2 separate regions of the Sus scrofa genome follow, and region 2 is linked to region 1. The links are chromatin contacts, called in public Hi-C maps. All regions are on one chromosome and are shown on one strand. The core of a region is the stretch at or near the end of the contact, and the rest is flanking DNA. Distances in the headings are between cores, read along the strand shown.

Region 1 (5,917 bases), core at 1,257-3,756:
CAATGATACCACACCCAATACAGCAGCTGTCATTGAGCTATTTGAGTGTTTGTGGTAGTCTATAGTCATTCTTCAGGATTCATTCAGTTTCTGCAGGGTCCAGAATGATGAACTACATGAAACTTGACGGATGAATGGATTAGGAGATGTGGTACATGTATACAATGGAATGCTACTCAGCCATAAAAAAGGATGAAATAATGCAGTTTGCAGCAACATGAATTCAACTAGAGATTCTCACACTAAGTGAAGTAAGTTATAAAGAGAAAAACAAATACCATATGACATCACTTACATGTGGAATCTAAAATATGGTACAAATGAAACGATCCATAAGATAGAAACATACTCACAGAATTTTGGTTGTCAAGGGGGAAGGGGAGGGAGTGGGATGAATGAGGAGTTTGGGGTTAGTAGATGCAAAGTATTACATTTAGAATAGGTAAGCAATGAGATTCCACTACACAGCACAGGGAAGTATCCAATCTTTAGGGATAGAACATGATGGAAAAAAGTATGAGTAGAAGAATGTATATATGTGTGTGACTGGGTCACTATGCTGTACAGCAAAAATTGATACAACATTGTAAATCAACTACACTTTAATAAAAAATACATTAAAATTTAAAAGGACATGATGGAGAGAGAACACTATCTTTTAGGTCTTTAATGGTGGCATTAAACTCCACCATTCCGTTGGGCTGTATGTTATTTTGACTTATCCTCAAGGTGGAGGATGGGAAGGAGCAGGAATGTCCCAGCTCTGATCTTCCTGCTATGCACAGTCATTGGCTGATAACAGACCAGGGAAAGCATGGCTACGGTAAGGTCAATCCAAATAGCAGCAGCTGAGGCTGTCTGCCAATGACTCTTTGTAGGTTCTCTCAAAGGGAGAATTGAATTACAGCTCTGTCACCATCTCAGCTAGATCAATCTACATTTATACATTGATCTCTACATCTAAATATGTAACACCTCACCGTACACAATTAGGATTTACCCCAAGAATTCAATATATTTATTCACGCTAGGAGATATTTTAGTAGAATTCATCAAATTACCAGGTTGGCATTGGGGGAACATATAAGCAAATCAAAAGATGGCAATGGTTTTATTTTGAGGTGCTTTTATGCCTATTCAAAATTTTCAACATGCAAATTTTTTGCAATTGCATAGGAATTTTTTTTTTTTTTTTGGTCTTCTTAGGGCCACACCCCCGGCACATGGAGGTGCCCAGGCTGTGAGTCGAATTGGAGCTGCAGCTGCCAGCCTATACCACAGCCACAGCAACGCCAGATCCAAGCAGTGTCTGTGACCTATACCACAGCTCATGGCAATGCTGGATCCTTAACCCACTGAGCAAGGCCAGGGATTGAACCTGCGTCCTTATGGATGCTAGTCAGATTCTTTTTCACTTAGCCATGACAGGAACTCCAACAATTATTTTGAAAGAAAATTGAGAGACTTCTCTGCTCATTCTATAAATAAATAGCTTTGAGAACCAACTGATTATCATAATCTGACCATATTAAGAGCTTTGGCCAATCAGATCAATCAAGTCTCTCAAGTTTGTACAACTCCGTCATCCTCACCATAGCATGCCTGCCACGGGGCTACTTACATTTGCATCACCTCTGGAGTATCCCATCAGTTAAAGATAATGTGGAATGTTTCCAAGGACCCCCGTGTGGTTTCTTTCCCTCTGAGTGAGAATGGAAAGAGACATCGTAGTATCAAGAAGTCATCACATACTTTGAATAGCCAGGAACTCTAGAACCTGGACAGAGTTTCACACAGAAAATGAAAATACATTATAGATTTAATTTTATGTTCTGGAGTGTAGCAAACAATTTCTTTTAGGATGAGCTTTCTCCAAACACAGCAAGTTAGGAAACTTTCACACATAGAAACCAAGAGGACCCGGAATGCTCAACAAGCTGGGTACAAGCTGAGCCGCAAGAGCAAACTAAGCACATTTAAAAATAACAATAAGGATAATAAAGCTAATAATTATAATCTCCCTGGTGAGATAAAAGGTCACTGTGACCACCAGATTGCCATACCAGCTATTCTGCCTGGCATGATGCTTACTTGGCCCTTGTGCATTGGTAAGTCCAGAGCCAGGCTGCAGGCAGGCACCAGCCCAGGCTTCCATTTGCTTACCCTCCAGCAACTGCCAATGGTTCAGGTTGCAAATTTGTTTATATTTAGAAGAACAGGTGTGCGGCTCAGTTCTAAATCAAGTCAATGCCCTGCTGGTGTCATCTTGTTGCATTTCATGTAGCTGGAATAACTTAATTCGGAAAAGGGCAACACGACTACCCTAAGTAAGGGCTGCACCAAGTGTGGAGGGCTTTTACGTCATGACTTCTCTTCTTTTCAGATTCTGCTCACTGTCCCCTCTTTGAACAAACCTGCAAGGTTTTTTGTTTGTTTGTATGTTTGTTTGTTTGTTTGTTTGGGTACAGGTTGGTGGTTTTCCATGAGAAAAGAAATCAGAAGCCCTGGATTCAAATGAAGTCTCATTAGAAGACTGGATTATCTCTTACCTGTGACCATGGGCTGAAATCACAGGTCTTCAGTGGGCCCCCTCTTTAAAACACCAAGATTGTTGTAAAACTCAAATTCCATCATGAAGCAGAATGTTTCATAAGTGCTAAAGTACTCCAAAGCTGTAAAATATCATGATGCACATGAAAGATCCTTATGACACTAAATATGCTCTAGAAATGTAAACTAGTGGAATGGATGAACGTGTGCTGTGAGCAATGCTGTAAATGTCAGATCCATGACAGAATCCAAGACCAGGTGTTCTTGAAGACAGCAGCTTGGCAGTCATCGCCTTCAATTGTTATTTCTATTAATAATTCTAATGAGGAGTTCCTCTCGTGGCTCACTGGGTTAAGAACCTGACATAGTATCCATGAGGATGCAGGTTCGATGCCTGGCCTTCCTCCATGGATAAAGGGTTCAGCATTCCTGCAAGCTGCAGCTAGGTTGCAGATGCGATTCTGGTCCCGCATTGCTGTAGCTGTGGGGTAGGTCTCAACTGCAGCTCCCATTAGATCTTTAGCCTGGGTACTTCCATATTCCACAGGTGTGGCTGTAAAATGAAAAAAAAGAAAAAAGAAAAAAGAATTCTTATGAAAACATAATGTATAAGGAAGTGAGGACACTTGGTTATAATATAAAGTTATCCTGCTGGTGATGTTATCTCTGATACTTGTCCAGGCTTTCATCTCAGTTCTGTCCAGAGTAATTTGGGACATTGACACACCATCATTTTGTGGCATCCTAAACGAAGTAGGTACCAAGTAGAAGGCTTTTCACTGGAGAGGGGAAAGGAAATTTTGTTTCCTTTTTACTTCTGTTTATGTAGGATTATGTGTTATCAAAATTTATATTGATAAAATAATAAAATATTTTACAGAAAAAAAACCCCTTGCTTTTCCTAAAGTAGTTTTTTCATAAGTACTTATTTAAAAATTTCCTGTCTACCCAGTGCATCTTTGTCCCCATTTTATAGTGGATCTTCCACTAAGTAAGTAAACAAATGCAGATACATGCTTTCCCAAACACAAGTAACAGCATGAGCACCTGAAATGTACTTGACCTTGCTCCTGAATCATCTTTAACGTCAATTCAGTTGCTCTGAGATATAGGCAAGAAAAGTGTCACTCCAAATACATCAACGAAAAGGCATAAGAATCCCACCATCATAATATTCCAGGGGAAAAGCCAGGGGAGTTTCTCTAGTTCTCCTCTTCCTAGGACAGGAATTCCCCCTGCCATTTGTCTGGCCATGGATGCTGGCCAACCTCCACTTGGCCAGCCCTGCTCAGGGATTGGAGCGGCTTGAGGGATGTGGCCCCAGGCTCTTGCGCACAGCCCAACTTCCCAATTGCGTGTTTCAGTGACGTTCAAACAGCAGGTGCTAATCTATTACACCCTGGACAAGCCCTAATTTAGATCTCTCACTCTCACTCTCTCTCTCATATTCTCTCTCTCTCACTTTCTCTTTACAGTTTCATGGCTAGAAATCCATTGATGTTTTACCATGGTGTTTTACCACAGCTTTCCTTGTTATTGTCCCACAAATAAAAATACCCAACCAAGGTAATGACAGGTATAAAATAAGTTAGCTTTAAGGACTTTGTTTTTCAAGAGGTAAAACATATTTCCCTGGCCTATTTTTTTTAAAGCAGAGATGTAAAAAATTTAGATTATTTGAAAAGAGTATGTCATAAAAACGCATTTTATATAGGTCATAACAAATGGAGGAAGGACACTAATGAGGTTGATAGGAGTGGGAGGAAGGTGGTAGGGAGAGATTGAGGTGGAAAGATTGAAATAAATGGAGAGGGCAGAATAAAACAGAGGAGGTAAAAAACAAACAGAAAAAGTGAGAATCACACTCGAAGAGAGGAGGAAGAGAGCGTGAGAGAGAAGAATGGAAGAAAGGTGGGAGCAAGGAAGGAGGGAAGGAAAGAAGAAGGAAGGAAGAAAATAGGAAGTGAGGGAGGGGAAAGGGGGAGGGAGGGAAAGAGAAAGGACAGAGGAAAGAAGGAAAGGAAGGAAGGAAGGAAGAAGGGAGATGAGAGAGGAGGGAAGGAAGAAAGGAGGGAGGGAGAAGTTAGAGGTGAGCGTTCTGATCAGAGGTGAGTACCTCATCAGCGTCCAGGCTGCCTGTGCCCTGGGATCATACCAACCATAGTAATAATTGTTAATAGTAATAATTACTGAATATTTACTATCTCCCAGACGCTATTCTAAGTACTTTATATGTGATCTTCACCATAACCCAAAGAGTTCATTTCTGTCATTACAATCAGAGTCATCACTCTTGGGGAGGAAAAGTCTGCAATCTACAGCTCATTAGTGATGATAGCAGGACCAGGCTTCTGACTCAGGCAAGCTCCGCCCCATAGCTACCTACCGCTCAGCACCTGCAGCGTCTTCTCTTGTTCTCCAAGTGAACCATTTTTGTTGAGATTTTTATGAGTCTTACAGAAGTTAGAAGCACGTATCTAGAAACACAATGTTTATTATTATAAGTAAATTGCAAAGCACATTTTAAAGTTTATTTCTTTTGATGATGTTTCAAAATGTATTTTAGAGGTTTACAGATGCTTGGCTATTTTCTAGCTGTTTCGAGCTCCTTTGGCAGTTCTAAAATTTAGAATTGCCTTACTGTCTTGCTTAAAGGGATCAGAGTTGCTTTATTCCTTGTTAACTGGGGGTTTTAATTAAAAGTAGCATTTATTTCTGTTTACAATCAAATTCTTGTTTTGTAGTCTGGTTAAGACTAAGTAAGACATAAAATGAGAAGCAAATTATGTAAAATCTAGGAATAAATTTTACATGTATATAATAAATACAACATTGAGCATGCCAATAAATCATTAATGAATAAATGAAATTAATTATTGCTTGATAACAGCTTTTAACTTGCTTTTAGCATACTTTTAGAAGCCCCTTCCAAAAATACTCACCAGTGGAAGAATCATTTCTAAGTGATATCATGAAGATTAAAGACATATCATTTATTTTCTATGAGTTTGTTGAACTTAGGCTTAGGATCCATTCAGGAAAACTGAATTATTTTAGGCACTTTATACAAAGGAGCATTAATAAAGAAGTTAATTGTTTAAAGAGGCATTGAACAGATATGAGATGGAGAGGCAGAAAGAAACAGGACTAATACCCAAAGACAGAAGCACACCACTCCCCATGGGCTGGATTTCATTGTCTCCACCGACTGCTGAAATGTTGGAGATGCTGTCCTTTTTCAGAGAACAAATAGAGAATGCAAGTGTGTCCCTACAAATTCTTTTGATCTAATCTGAATATACAATGCCTAAATAAGCAATGAGCGTATGACAGCAGAAGTATATACCATTCTTGTGGTACTTGCCTG
Region 2 (5,917 bases), core at 954-3,453, 250 kb after region 1:
CAAATCAGAAGCAAACTGATGCTGATGTCCAGCTGAAAGTCAATTCCCCTTCACAAATCACAACCTAGAATGCCCTTGGCCAGATGTGGAGATCTAGGGCCCTCAACATACCTTCATTTATTCACTTCTTCACTTAAACTTTCTGTGATTATCAACTCTGTGCCAGGCACTGGAATGAATGGAGATTAAGACAACATAGCACGGTAGGGGAAGTGATAAGAGGACAACTTCACAAGCTCTAGGCAGTCTCCGGGAAACACAGGGCAAGGGGAAGGGCATCCAAAAGGAGGAGCTGAGAGATGTGGAAAGAAGGAAAAGGGCCAGGTCACCTCAGAGTTATATACTACATTTTCTCTATAAGTTAGGTTTCCCTTTGCACCTGATATTCAGTAACCTGTTCTTCAACAAAAGAGAACTTACCTCTTATAAGTTGTCCTTTCACTAATTATACTGTTGATTCATATCAAATTTTAATGGGCATCATTAGGGTTAAACTAACACAGCTGAAATAATATCTGTGGTTTTGATCCCCAAGCAGTTTCTCCCCATCCATGCTCCATGGTACCCACCACCCCCTATGTGGACAAACTCAAAACCTAGGAGTCATCCTTGATTTCTCTCTTGGTCTCATTGCTTCTGTTCCCAATAGCCAACCCATTAGCACACTCTATTCAAAGGCTACTTCAAAAATATATACTGAATCCTTTTTTTTCCCTCCATCTCTATGGCCATTCCCTAGCAAAAGACACAAATATCTCTTACCTATACACTATAATAGCCTCCTACTTTTATTCTCAACTCTCCCTCCCACTATCTGCCAGAATGATCACCTCATTACCTGCCAAAAGACATCCAGTGGTGACCAATCCCTCTTCAAGTCCTAGCTTGTTCCTTACTTGTTCCTATGTTCTGGTCTCTAATCCCCATAAAGAATAGTGACCTGATTGAAAACTTTTATCTTGGCAGCTGTTAAATTCCGTGGCCAAAATGAAGGCTTTTTGACTCCAGATGTCTTCAGTATGTTAATTTGAAAAATCTCTATCTGCTAGACTTGCTGTGGGGAGTACATTTACTGGGAACTCTGGTAGATTTCAACAGGACCCATCTGGTAGACCCAACCTGTTATTTTTTAAGAATCAGATATCTAAAGCCTCACTTTGGAACGAAAGAGAATTCTGGAGTTTGATGTTGCCTAACATTACAGGTAGAGATATGACTTGCAATTTTCTGATTAGTAAACAAGAGCAAATTGAATATATCCAGAGAATATATCCTAGTTGTATTCCTACAACCAGGCCATAGTACCATTAGAGAATACAGGTTAAATTCTATGTACTATCAAAGGTCTTTGGTAAAGAACATTTCTTTCCTCTTGGAAACAATTCCTGCCTCCTTAAAGAGAATGTACTTCTGGCTGACAAATCTAATTTTGAGTATCCAAAGGAGTAATTGGCATTCTCTTGGACTAGAGGCTTCATATTCATAACCTAACTCACGCAACCTCAGGAAAAGTTAGCCTTGATTTTTTTTTTTTTTTTTTTTTTTTTTTTTTTGGCGAAGAAACCAAGGCTGGAGGACATTGCAGGGGAGTGAAGGTAGAGCTTGTTTTGGAAGAAGAGTCTGTGCTAAGAATCTGAGCCCTGTACTAATTCCATTCCAACACATGCCCTCCAATTTCCTTGACCAATTAGGCTAGAAGAATTTAGCCTCACCTAACAGCTTTAGAGAATAAAACAATCCTTACACTGTGAAGGAAGTGAAAGAGAAAAGAGAACAAAAAGTAAAAGGGTGGAGAGTATAATAAAGGAGAAAATTGGCACAAACCCTTATTATTATTTGAGGTGGAGTTTATTGGATTTCTAGCAAAATCCACTTTATCTTCTCAAGTCAATCAGATTGATAAACCCTCTGAAGATTTATACCATGCTGTCATTGTTTTTCTGACCCATCTGGTGACTGTGATCATGTTCAAACATTAAATGGGAGGAAAATAAATGTGCATTCTTTCTGGAACGGCACACACATATGTTCTCAGCCTGACAAGTCAGATTCAGCTGAAGAAGATACACACGCAAAAAATGGATCCGCTTAAATAGAAATGGGCTCAAATCGGTTCCCAAGCAGCTGCTTTATTTTGAGCAAAGCTGCATGTAATACTAGATGGGATTAAATATCTCTTTTTCTGATGAGGAGCCAGGCAAATGTTTCCTAGTTTCTAACTTTGTCCCCTTGTTGGATCCCAAAGAGGAACTAGGAGAGCTTTCCAAAGGATCTTCTGTTGAATATGTCACTCAAGATTCTCCCTTGCCAGACCTTTGGTAATTGGAGAAAAATGTCCTAAGGTGAATTGTTTGAGAATAAATCATTCCAAATCACAAAGAAACCGATTCCTTATTCAAGCCTCTCAGACTTCCGGGAAATCCTTTTTGATTTATTTATTTTTTTAAGTTAGGTGCTGATCTTTATTGGCATGCTAAAAAAAGATTTTCTCTCTCTGACTGAAGGTACTAATTCGCTGAAGATAAATCCTCTTGTTTGCACAAGAGGGTTACGAGAATATTTTAATTTGACAGGCAAAGATTTGTCTAATAATTTCAGAAGGTGAAGTTGCTATTGTCAGTTAAAGAGCAAACAGTTTTGGTGTCCCATTTCACAGATAAGAAACTCAGCCAGGCAGGTATAAAATGACTTTATTGGATAGTATATTCCAAGACTCTGAGACTAAGCCAGACAATAAGCCACCAAGTTCTTAAAAACTGCATTTCTTTCCTAAGGTGTGTTTTACAACTGTATTCTTTTTAAGATTACTCTTTTGTTTCAATCCCCTTTCTGACCGGAAATGACCTGGTCTCTTATTTTATTTTTGTTTGTTTTTGATTTCACAAGGTAAAATCCACTTTCTACTTGTGATCCAGGTTTGATTTGTGACATTTTCTGGAACTTCCTAAGGATGGAAAATGCTTGAGAGGGAGCAGGTGGGCGCCTAACTGCATATGGGGGCAGGTGCTAACACCCTGCTGCTTTGGGGGGAGCCAGAATGCCTGGTATGCCTCTCAGCCTCTCTTATCATTCTCTTCTCTGCTAATTCATGTAATCTCATAGCCTGTGCTGCCTTTGGAACTTGGAGCTCTTGTTCCAAGTCAGCTCGCCTGAGTTTGAAAAGAATCATACGAAAGGTTCTGGAAATTGGCCATTCATTGAATGAGAGAAGAAATATGAAAAACGACTTCATTATTCCATCAAATGTCAAGTGCCTAACATGTTCATCTGTGGAAGAAGCCCAGAGATGCCTTGAAATAAATTCTTTTACCTCCTGATGATGTTTTTAAAGGGTGCTCTTTGTGAACCAGCAGGTTCTAGGAATCCACCTTTCCCAAAGTGATTCTTTTCCATTGAGATCGCTTAAAAACAGCTATTTTAAGAGGCAGATCATTCCATTCAAGAAAATTCCATCTTGGATTGGAAATCAGGGATTTTTGGTTGTTGCTCAGCTGGTTACAAACCCGACTAGTATCCATGAGGACTTGGGTTCAATTCCTGGCCTCACTCAGTGGGTTAAGGATCTGGCATCACAGTGAGCTCTGGTGTAGGTCATGGATGTGGCTTGGATCCTGAGTTATTGTGGCTGTGGCATAGATGGGCAGCTGCAGCTCTGATTCAGCCTCTAACCTGGGAACTTCCATATGCCACAGGTGCAGTCCTAAAAAGAAAAAGAAAAAAGAAAAAAGAGAAGAGCAAAGCAAAGCATGGTGAGAAATGAAGAGTTCATTTTAGACATTTTTGGCTATTATGACAATGTTTTTTCTAGCCTTATTGAGGTACAATTGACATATAACATTGTGACATACAATGTGATGATCTGATACATGCACATGTTATGAAACGATTACCCAGTAAGGTGAGTTAACATCTCATCATCTCACGTGATCACCTTTGTGTATGTGGGGTGAGACCATGTCAGCCCTGCTCTCTTAGCAACTCTCAAGTATATCATACAGTGTTGGTAACTCTAGTCGCCCTGCTGAATATCACATCCCCAGAACTTTTTATCTTATAATTTGAAGGTGGTGCCCTTTAATCAACATCTCCTATTTCCTCCAGCCTCCAGCCTCCATCCCTTGACACCTGCTATTTTTCTCTTTGTTTCTATGACATTGGCCTTTTTTTTTTAATTTGGCATATGAATGAAATCAATTGCCTTTGTTTTCTCTGTCTGACTTATTTCATTTAGCATAATGTCCCCAGGGTCTCCAGGGTCCACCCATGTTGTCATAATGGCAGGATATCCATCTGGTTATGGCTGAATGATAATATGTGTATGTGTATCACATTTTCTGTTTCCATTCATTCCCTAGTGGATGCTTACGTTGTTTTCATGTCTTGGCTATCCTAATAATGCTGCTTTGAACATGGGGTGCAGATCACCTCAATATAGTGGTTTGATTTCCTTTGGCTACTTACCCAGAGGTGGGATTGCTGGGTCTTGTGGCGGGTCTATTTTAAAATTTTTAATGACCCTCTATACTGTTTTCCATAGTAGATGCACCAATTTCAAGTGACAATATTCCTTTAAGCCTTAAAATATTTGAAAATATCTTTGAGGGAGTTCCCATTGTGGCTTAGCAGGTTAAGAAGCTGACATAGTTTCTGTGAGGATGTGGGTCTGATCCCTGGCCTCCCTCAGTGGATTAAGTATCCAACATCGCCACAAGCTAAAGCAAAGATCACAGATGCAGCTTGAACCTAGTGTTGCCATCGTTGTGGCACAGGCCTGCAGCTGCAGCTCCAATTCGACCCCTAGTCCAGAAACTTCCATGTATGGCAGGTGTGGCCATAAAAATAAAAAAATTTTAAAAAGAAAATATCTTCAAGCAGAGATTGATTTGGTGGCCTGGAAATAGATGTCTTACCTTTGTTTCAGCTAGCTTACCCTTTGTTTTATTACTGTGAGAAACACACAAGCTTGCCTTTTTCAAATGTGGCTTATTAACATGTCATCTATTCTAGTTATGTTTGTAAATGGCTTTAACTAAGTCTGGCTTCTTCAAAAACTTAGGTTGATGGGAATTTTGCTGCTTGGTTGGTTGATTGATCGGTTAACATCCATCTTGTCTGCACTGCACTTACTACAGATATTAGAAAAGATTCATTATTGAACAGGACCATGCTTTTATTTCTCACACCAGTGAGGTTTTGTTTGCTTATCAACTGGAATTTATCAGCTGATTTTAATTTACTTAGCTGTTATTTCTAACATAAATAAGGGCTTTTGAAAATTGTCATCCAGACATTTAACTGAGAAGAGAAATTAAACCAAGGAGAAAGGAAGATGAAGCTGACTTTCAGCTAAAGAAGTTAGGTGGACAGAGCATGTAAAGGAAAATAGGATTAGAAGACATAATTTGGGAGTTCCCATTGTGGCTTGGCAGGTTAACAACCTGACATCTCTGTGAAGACACAGGTTCGATCCCTAGGTTCACTCAGTTAGTTGGGGATCTGGTGTTGCCACAAGCTGCAGTGCAGGTCACAGATGTGACTCAGATCTGGTGTTGCCGTGGCTGTGGTGTAGGCCTACAGCTGCAGCTCCAATTCAACCTCTATCCTGGAAACTTCCATATGCTGCATGTGTGGCCATTAAAAAAAAATTAATTAAAAAAAAAGCAAAAAGAGGGAGGAGGAGGGGTGAGGGAAAAGAAGAATAGGATGAAGGAGAAGGAGGAGGAGAAGGAGAAAAAAAAGAAGAGGAAGAAGAAGAAAGAGACATAACCTGCTTTTTCCTCGGGGGTGGAAGAAGAATGATGGGCTTCCCAAAGTCAGACCTGGAGGAGAAGTTCTCATCTTTAAGGTTGTTAAGTGAGTCAAAACATGTCAAAACCAAAACTTGTGCAAGGTATGGGGGTCCAATAAGCCAAGGAGT

What was found. A called contact is a pair of places that touch in the nucleus more often than the background predicts.
Region 2: a Hi-C map of skeletal muscle shows a contact between it and region 1, with 7 times the contacts expected there. The contact joins two enhancer-like sites. A contact is called at or near these places in 2 of 47 Hi-C or Micro-C datasets (both in skeletal muscle) and 1 of 2 datasets of contacts at active chromatin or transcription factors (skeletal muscle).

The regions. Positions count from the first base shown.
Region 1 is chr15:127,877,750-127,883,666 of Sscrofa11.1, forward strand. No RefSeq gene overlaps it. Among named protein-coding and RNA genes, the nearest start is that of IRS1, 430 kb to the right of the region's middle. Within about 2 kb of position 2,507, at least 3 of the 83 cell types and tissues checked have an H3K27ac peak or open chromatin away from gene starts, as enhancers often do. A contact at or near this core is called in skeletal muscle, where this site is marked.
Region 2 is chr15:128,129,163-128,135,079 of Sscrofa11.1, forward strand. No RefSeq gene overlaps it. Among named protein-coding and RNA genes, the nearest start is that of IRS1, 180 kb to the right of the region's middle. Within about 2 kb of position 2,204, at least 2 of the 83 cell types and tissues checked have an H3K27ac peak or open chromatin away from gene starts, as enhancers often do. A contact at or near this core is called in skeletal muscle, where this site is marked.